Linked DNA regions of Mus musculus: region 2 is linked to region 1. A link is a contact called in public promoter capture Hi-C data. All regions are on one chromosome and are shown on one strand. The core of a region is the stretch at or near the end of the contact, and the rest is flanking DNA. Distances in the headings are between cores, read along the strand shown. Region 1 overlaps Nfix (nuclear factor I/X). Region 2 holds the start of Mast1 (microtubule associated serine/threonine kinase 1).

The links. Promoter capture Hi-C pulls out the DNA fragments that hold promoters and counts their contacts.
Region 2: a promoter capture Hi-C map of stem cell-derived epiblast-like cells shows a contact between it and region 1, with 2.5 times the contacts expected there. The contact joins the promoter of Mast1 here to the enhancer-like site in region 1. A contact is called at or near these places in 13 of 39 promoter capture datasets (the C10 cell line, the SN4741 cell line, cranial neural crest and 8 more), 1 of 115 datasets of contacts at active chromatin or transcription factors (pancreatic cancer cells) and 3 of 9 other capture datasets (adipose tissue, liver and pancreatic islet).

What each region holds. Positions count from the first base shown.
Region 1 is chr8:84,741,292-84,745,515 of GRCm38.p6, reverse strand. The region is part of intron 2 of Nfix (nuclear factor I/X); the gene reads left to right. Among named protein-coding and RNA genes, the nearest start is that of G430095P16Rik, 20 kb to the right of the region's middle. RefSeq lists an enhancer at 476-3,655. Within about 2 kb of position 2,690, at least 132 of the 459 cell types and tissues checked have an H3K27ac peak or open chromatin away from gene starts, as enhancers often do. A contact at or near this core is called in the SN4741 cell line, adipose tissue, pancreatic cancer cells and 2 more, where this site is marked.
Region 2 is chr8:84,935,197-84,939,716 of GRCm38.p6, reverse strand. It overlaps Mast1 (microtubule associated serine/threonine kinase 1), which reads left to right and starts at 2,364. Exons shown (of 26, transcript NM_019945.2): 1 at 2,364-2,522; 2 at 3,923-4,011; 3 at 4,398-4,473. The coding sequence starts at 2,440.

The DNA of each region.
Region 1 (4,224 bases), core at 1,441-3,940:
CATCTGGCTTTCCATCCATCTGCAGGCCACCGCTTCCTTGCTGTCTCTTTCCTTCACGCTCCTCTCTGCAGACCGGATTTGAAACTAAGTGCCCCGCTGCCGCCATCCAGGTAGCATCCGGGTTGATGCCACAGTCAGTAGCTTGCTGCCCTTGCCCTGCTGACTGGCACATTCATTTTCATTCTCTTCCCCTCTCCCTTCTACTTAAGTTTTGGTTGGGAGCTTCTCCCGGAATCCTAGCAAGGAACTATTGAAATGCAGACCCTGCCACCCACCCCAGGAGCTGTTTGGGACCCTGCTGGACCAGCCTAGGCTGCTCCTGCTTAGGGCTAAGTGGACCGTCCTGTTTCTGTCCACACACTGACTAGAGGAAGCCCCCTGTGCCTCTCCTGTAAGGACATCACACATTCCTTTGAAGTGGAGAGCCACTGTGTTCACCCTGCCTCATCCTGTCCCCAGCCTCTAATCCTTACGATGTTCTTTCCCTCCATGGCCCTGAAGCTCAGGCCGCTGGGGAAGAGCACAGGTATGGGGTGTGGGGTGTGGGGTGTGGGGTGTGGAGTGGCCAGAGCAGTGTAGAGCAGGATGATGGGAGAGAGCTGAGGGGGCCTGGTATACTTACTGGGTGAGCTTGTGTTGGGGGTCTTTCTGGTCCTCTCAAGAAACTCAGGTGGGGGACAGGCTGGCTATGGGCACCCTTGCATCTCAGCTCCTTTCCTGAGGGCTCTGTCTCACGTCTGATCTTGCTTTCTGTCCCCACTCCTCACTCCCCACACCCACACTTCCCTCTTCTCTCTTCCTTCTTTCTGGCTCTGGTTCCCTGGCAGGCTAGAAAGCAGTTGATAAACTCTCCAGAATTTTTTATAAATTTCCCAAACTTTTCCAGATGCCAATAAGGGGCCAGAGAGACCCTCGAATTGCAGAGCAGGGGGTGATGGAAGAGACACTGTCCCACAGCCTTCCTTCCTCTCACACTAAAGGGAGCAGGACGATGCCAGTGCCAGGGGCATCCACCTTAGAGTTCAGACAGCTACCAGCCCCGGGGAAATGGGGAGCAGAGAGACAGGGGGACCTGGCCCCAAGAGTGCCCTAAGTTGGGCCAGCAGGAACCTATCACTGTCAGAGCCTGGGGTGTGTGTGTGTGTGTGTGTGTGTGTGTGTGTGTGTGTGTGAATCAGAAGAGGTAATGTGGGCACAGTGTAGGGGTCGATCCCTCCCTACTCCCCCAAAGGGGTGCTGCCCCCACCTCTGCTGTTCGGTCCATCCACTCCCTGGACACCTCCTAAAACAAAGGCCTCTTTGTGGTCCTGGCCCACTGGCCAGCTGCCAACTGCATTCTTTGCGTGTTTCCTGAGCAAGGCTCCTGGCTCAGTGGTCGGCTCCTCCCCCACCCTGCCTGAGGCCCCCAGCTTGACTCTTGGTGGTTTCTCAAAGTCGCTTCTCCTCGACACCCCCCCCCCAAGTTGCCATCTTCCCTATGGGTGGGTCCAACTGTCCTGAGAAGGGAGACCCCCAAGGAAGGAGCCAGCCAAAGTGCTGAGCAGGCTGGGCTGTGCTCCGATCTTTCTTAGTAGGAGCTAAGCATCCCTATCTGTATGACTAGGGCCAGCACCCCGCCACACACACACACACACACACACACACACACACACACACACACACACACACACGCTAGCCAGTCGGGTTCAGTATGGTCAGTATTGAGAGTACCTCACTCTGGCTGCCCTTTGGTTGGACTGTGGACTCAGGACCTGGGCAGGGCCTCCAGAGCCTCTGATGGTATATTTCCCTGCAGCTTCAAGGCCTGTTTCTGTTGCTGAGGCTGGCACCCGGTGGGGGGGTGATTCTTTCCCTCAGGGATAGGGCTACATCCGCCTGCCCCATCTCTGTCTCTGCACGTGTGTTCCCCTGCTGGCACCTATCCTATCCTACTTGGTAACAGCATGGCAGCCTCCTTGGGTAGGCTGTGTGTGTGTGTGCGCGCGCGTGTGTAGGGGGGTAGCCTAACTTTGGAAGTAGAACGCATTGGAATATAGGCAGATGCACACTCTTCAGTCACCAGTCACTGTGGTACATGGTCACGACAGATACTGTCCTAATGAAGTCCTAGATCTCTCTCTGCCCTGGGTCTCCTCCTCCCTTGTTAAAAAATGTTCATAATTTGGAAAGAAAGGGAACTTTTTACAAGCTGGCGGATCTAGAGAACTTTCCATCAGTTTTTTCTGGCCTCGTGATGGGTGGGGCCCTTTTTTCCTTCCCTGTTCTCTCCTGCTCTTCTCATAATCTCCCCTCCCCCTCCCTTCAGAGCGCGAGCGTGCACGTGCGCGCACACACACACACACACACACCCCTACCCCTACTTACCTACCTACCTTAAGGAGACCTCTAACAACCACCGTTCCAGAAAAGCTATTGGGGGTTGAGGACCTGTCTGTATCCTCCTGGGCCAGATCCAGGCTCGCCACCCCTCCCCCAGAGGCTGTTCCACTGCAGGCCTAGAATCTCCCAAGCTTTACAGAGCCTGTGCCAAGTAAGACCCAGGCCCAAAGTCTGCTCACCCTCCCCTGAGAGCCTGCCGTACTCCTGCTGGGCGGGGGTCCCCTGGGTCCAACACTGCCAGGGAGGGAGCGAGTGCTGAGCTCACTGCCTCGGCATCTGCCCTCCCCCCCACCTCTGGTGTGAGGGCCAGCCGTACTCCCGCCAGCGCCTCGCTCCCTAATAGCTTTTTAAGTCCAACCACATGTGTCTGAGGAGCAGAGCGGTGCCGCCCCTCCTGCCTCAGCGCTCCCCCTGGCTCCGTGAGACCACCCTCCACTTACAGCGCCTGGGGCCGGGAAAGGGATCTGGCTCCCAGGCCCACCTGAACAAGACAGGCTGGTGCCCGGCCTGAGAGTAACTCCGGAGGGTCACGTGAGGGCAGTGTTCTGATCCCGGGTCCGGGGTCCCTTTCCCCCTGAGCTGCCTGAGATCTTGTTTATGTGTATGCCTCAGTGCTAGGGCCTTGTGCCAGCGCTGCTCTCCTTGAACCTAGCCCCACTGGGGTGACCCCACAGTCGCCTCTCTGACTCAGTACACGTGCGGTTCCCTGTGCGTGTGAGTGGTCTATCGGGAGGCCTGTGGGGTGCGGTTTCGCAGAAGGGGAGTAAGGGCTGGGAACAGACCAAGCGAGCAGGCCTGGGGTCCTAATGAGAAAATTGCTTCCAGCCAGCGAGCCCTGCTCTGCGGCTGAAATTGCATCCAGCCCCAGCCAGCTTGAGCTAAAGAAGACCCCGCCCTTTGGCAAGGGTTTGGAGCAGCCTGTGTACAGCTCATTCTGCCTACCCTTGCCCCATGCACCTAAACGGAGGCACCTTAGTCCCCAGTTGCTTGGGCAGGGCTAGATTCTGGACCCAACCATCCTCATCTCAGGAGGTAGAGGAGTTCTGAGAGCTCCTCCCCGCTGCCACACAGGTCTGCTGCAGTTATAGACCCACTGTGTGCAGAGGGCTCAGAGCAAGGCCACCTGCCAAGTGGCGTTTGGCTTACAGAGAAAGGCTCTCTAAGGAGCCTTGGTTCTCCATCAGCCCAGGTACAAATCTGCCTGTGTGGCATCCTGTCTTCCAGGCTGCCTCATTTGGAACTCAGCCTCCTTGGGAGCTCAAAGCAGGACCCTTCTGCACTTCCAGAGCTCAGTACCCTAGCCCTAGGCAGGACAACCCAGTGGGTGAAAGGCTGATTTAGCTTGCTTGCTTTTCTCTTCCTTCCCTCACGCAGTTCTGGTCTCTGAACAGAACTAGCTGCAGAATTTGTGGGACTCAAAGCAAAATGAAAACGCTGGGCCTCTTGTTCAAGTTAAAGATGTCAAGATAGTGATGTCAGAAACCAAGGCCACAAAAGCAGCTCGTGGCAGCTCAGTTTCCGAGGAGAGTTGGTACCGCACATAGACTGCTGGCTTGGAACACTGGCTCTTCCTGATTGGACCAGAAGGTCCCTTACCGGTGATGAGGGAGACTTGTGGACTCTGGGGCCTACAGGTGGGAATCTCTTCCTGCCTTCAGGCTTTGTCATCTGCTGATGCAGCCTCCCACCCCAATGTTTGGCTATCCTGCTTGATGGCTTTTAGAGGTGTGGCTGGAGAGGAGGAGGAGAACCAGCTACATACTCCATGCTGTCAGGGGAAGACTGCCCTGGTCGCTCTGGAGAAGCAGAGATGGAGAATCACAGCCCTGGGCCTGGGTAGCCCTA
Region 2 (4,520 bases), core at 1,115-3,614, 190 kb before region 1:
TGTGGTTTTTGGTTTTGTTTTTTTAATGTAAGACAGGGTTTCTCTGAATAGCCCTGACTGCCCTGGCACTCCATTTGTAGCCCAGGCTGGCCTATCCTAGAACTTAGAGATTCTACTGCTTCTGCGGCCAGACTGCTGAGATTAAAGGCATATGCCATCACATTCAGCCAACATTTTTTTTTTATTATTAAAAAAGCTTTTGGCAGGGCTGGAGTGATAGCTTAGTGATTACGGGCACTGACTACTCTTCGAGAGGATCTGGGTTCAATTCCCAGCACCCACAAAGTGGTTCATGGTTGTCTGTGACTAGGGTTCCAGGGCATCTGACACCCTTACATAGACATGAATATAGACAAAACACTAATGCACACAAAATAAATTTTTAAAAAATTTAAAGTCGGGCAGGGCAGTGGTGGCGCATGCCTTTAATCCCAGCACTTGGGAGACAGAGACAGGCATATTTCTTTTCTTTTCTTTTCCTTTCTTTTCTTTTCTTTTCTTTGTTTGTTTTTTGAGAAAGGGTTTCTCTGTGTAACCCTGGATGTCCTGGAACTCACTTTGTAGACCAGGCTGGCCTCAAACTCAGAAATCTGCCTGCCTCTGCCTCCAATTGCTGTGATTAAAGGCATGCATCACCACGCCTGGCCTTAAGTTTTTGGGTTTTTTGTTTTGTTTGGTTTTGGTTTTGGTTTTGTTGCTTTTTTGTTTAGTTAGGTTTTTTGGACAAGTTCCATCTTATCTACAAGCCTCTATCCTTGAATTTCCCACATGCTCTCTCCACAGATCCTCCCATGGCTGCCCCTTCCTGGTTTTTAAAGATTGATTATTCATGTATTTTATGTATATGAGCACTCTGTCTTCATACACATGAGAAGAAGGAGTCAGATCCAATTACAGATGGTTGTGAGCGGAGATGAGCTGGGAATTAAACACAGGACCCCTGTAAGAGCAGCTAGTGCCCCTAACCGCTGAGCTATATCTCCAACCCTGCTTTCTTTCAAAATTTCTTCTCTCTCTCTCTCCCCCTCTCTCAGTATGTGTGTGTCCATGTGTTCGCATGCATGTGTGTGTCAGCATGAGTGTGGAAGTAAGTAGCTTTCTCTTGGAATGTTGCTTGCCTTACACAATGTGGGTCTTAGGAATATACCTCAAGTCACCAAGCTTCTTGGTCACTAGATCCTCAAGCCAGGCAGTGGTGTCACACGCCTTTAATCCCAGCACTTGGGAGGCAGAGGCAGGTGAATTTCTGAGTTCAAGGCCAGACTGGTCTACAGAGTGAGTTCCAGAACAGCCAGGGTTACACAGAGAAAACTTGTCTCAAAAAACAAAACAAAGAAAGAGAGAGAGAGAGAGAGAGAGAGAGAGAGAGAGAGAGAGAGAGAGAATTTTTCGGTTTAGGGTATAGTTCAATTGGGAGAGCGCACTGCACAAAAGCTTGGCTGATAAACAGGGTGTGGTGGAGGGTGGAACATGCCTGTGACATCAGTGCAGAGAACCTGTAGGCAGAATCAGATGATCAAGGTTACCCCTCAGCTACTCAGCAAGTTCAAAGCCAGCCTGGACTTCCTGAGACCCTGTCCGGAACAAAGGACAATGTTTTACAAACACTGTCGTGGAGGCTCACAGTTGTGATCTGAACATTTGGAAGGTGAGGCAGCACTATCTCAGTTGGAGGGCAGCATGTGTGACGTAATGAGCTCCAAGCCATCCTGAGATATATGAGATTCTGTCTTGTCAAAAAGCCAAGTAAGTAGGGCGGTGGTGGCGCACGCCTTTAATCCCAGCACTTGTGAGGCAGAGGCAGGCGGATTTCTGAGTTCAAGAAGGCCAGTCTGGTCTACAAAGTGAGTTCCAAGACAGCCAGAGCTAGACAGAGAAACCCTGCCTCGAAAAACCAAAAAAAAAAAAAAAAAAAAAAAAAAAAGCCAAGTAAAACTTTATTTGCATGAACTTGTTTTTAGATGCCCAGTTGGGTCTATTTCTTGTGTAATTGAGCCTGTTTTGGTTACTGGGAATCGGGAGAGGAATCAGGAAGGCAAGGGTGACATGGTGATGCTGATGAAGCTCAGGTGAACGGAGAGGCATCGTGGGCAGTGGCCACTGTCCACGCTGACCTTCATCTTTTTTACCCCCTTTTCTTCCAGAAGGATTTACCCCTGCCCCGGAAAAGCAGCAGGTGAGCCTTGGGGGAGAGGTGCATTGGGATGAGGCCCCCAGGTAGGGCATCAGGCGTGCACACGGGCGGGGCCTCGCGCGGCGACACCCCGCAGCGCCCCCTCGCGACTGGCTGCAGCAACAGGGCCCTCCCCTCCCCCGCCTTCCCCTGGCCGCTGCTGCGGCTCCAGCCTCCGCCCAGCACACTCGCTCCCCGCGCTGCCGCTGCCGCTGCCTCTGCTGCTGCTGCCGCCGCACCTGCCACCATGTCGCCGCCGCCGGGTCATGTCTGACTCTCTCTGGACCGCGCTTTCCAATTTCTCGATGCCCTCCTTCCCCGGCGGCAGCATGTTTCGCCGCACCAAGAGGTAGACCCCCAACCCCTAGACCCTGTCCGGGACCTCCGGGTGAAGCCACCCTGCCGGCTGCTGCGGCAGGGCGGGGCCGGGATGCTGCTAGCTGTCCAGCTGCGCCAGAGGTGTCCGCGCTGTGCCCTCCCGCAGGGGATGGGGTTAAACGCGGACAGTGCGGGGCGTGCTGCGGGGGGAGACTGAAAAGGCCTGAGATGGGGAAAGGGGTCGTGCCTGCGGGGGGTTGCAGCGCCTTTGTTTGCAGACGCTGTGGGCTCAGGCGGCCTGGTGGGGGTAGGGGAATGCGGGGAGGGGGGCCTTGGCACCCTCAGAACAATAGCCGCAGCTTGGTTCCCCCCCGCCCCCATCTGCGTGCTCTTGGACAAGCTAATATGCTCAGTCACTGCGGCTGAGAGCGAGGGGGCTAGAGCGAGTGGGGGCTCTTCTTACCCAGCTGCTAGGCAGAGGAAGGGGGGGTCTTTATCACTGCAAGAAGCCTCCCAACTCGAACACATCCTCACACTGAAAATAGTGACACAGCGTCACACAGAACATGACCACACACATACAACCCTAGTGACTCCCATACACTGGGAGGCACCGCATATACTCAGCCACAGGTCAAAGCCATGCACAAATAGGGTCACCTCCCGTGTCACACACAGACACACACGCGCACACACACATCGTGTTCTCCTAGTAAAATGTCACACGCATGACTACCCACCAAAACAACGTTCCCATCCAAGATACATAGATCCAATTTCAGAATGAGACAACCATACGCCTAACAACATCACAGCATCTGTGTCACATTGACACCAAGATAAACAGACATAGGGACTCCTGCAAAAGCAGGGACACACAATCACATAGCAGATACCCGTGTGGTACATGGCTGCATGCTTGGATGCACCCGTTGTCACAGGGTGTTAAATCCACACACAGTAGATGTTGAACACACACAGCCAGCATCTCTCATGCTGATAACCCCAACTGACATCGGCACATCTGCAGCTTTCTGCCTTCATGCACCATGCTGGAGTTACACAGTCATGAACAAGCTGTGTTTCCCACTGCATCACCCACACAGAAGGATGTACCATCACACAGAGAACATACATGACACACTAGTGTCATTCAGTGTAGATCTCATACAGTGGATGCCGCATGTGAATGCTATGGGCAGACTCAAGGACACAGACATTCAGGGTCACCAGTGGTATCACCGTTGACTATCAGGCTATAGCTGACACAAACCTCACAGAGCTGCACAGGAGTCACACTCTACCCTCGATGTAGCACATACTGGCTGCTGCTTGGAAGAGAATTGAGGACCTGAAATGGAAGAGTGGCCGCATAGGCTCACACTCAAAGCTCTGGGGTCTCTGTTGACACCCGCTCTCCTTCCCTGGCAGTTGCCGTACCAGCAACCGGAAAAGCCTCATCCTGACAAGCACTTCTCCGACTCTACCGCGACCCCACTCCCCGCTGCCGGGCCACTTAGGTGAGATAAGGATGCAGCTGGGGTCAGTGTGGATGTAGACCATGGGAGGCGGGGCCACAGCAGGGGCGTGGCCATTTCTGTATGGGCATGGCCACTCTGGATTGATGGTGGGGGTGCACTCAGTTTAGAGGATGCTGATTGAACAAGGGTAGAGGCAGAAAGGAGGAACCGTAGCTGAAAGTCGGAGCCCTCTTAGAGGAGGCCAAACGGGCACCAAGGTGAGTTCAGTGACTCGAGATCCTTCTCAAAAAAAATGTTTAGAGAGGCAGGGCCACTGCAAAAGGGGCGTAGCCTACTCTACATGCTCGGGCCTACATTAGAAGAGCGAGCTGTCCCTGGCAACCTATTTTGGTGATCAGATCTTAAATCCCTCCATTATCCTGCAGGTAGCAGTCCTTTGGACAGCCCCCGCAACTTCTCTCCCAACACTCCCGCCCACTTCTCGTTTGCTTCTTCCCGAAGGTGAGTCCCTCCCCTGAGGGCCCCAGAACTCGGTGCGATTCTCCCCA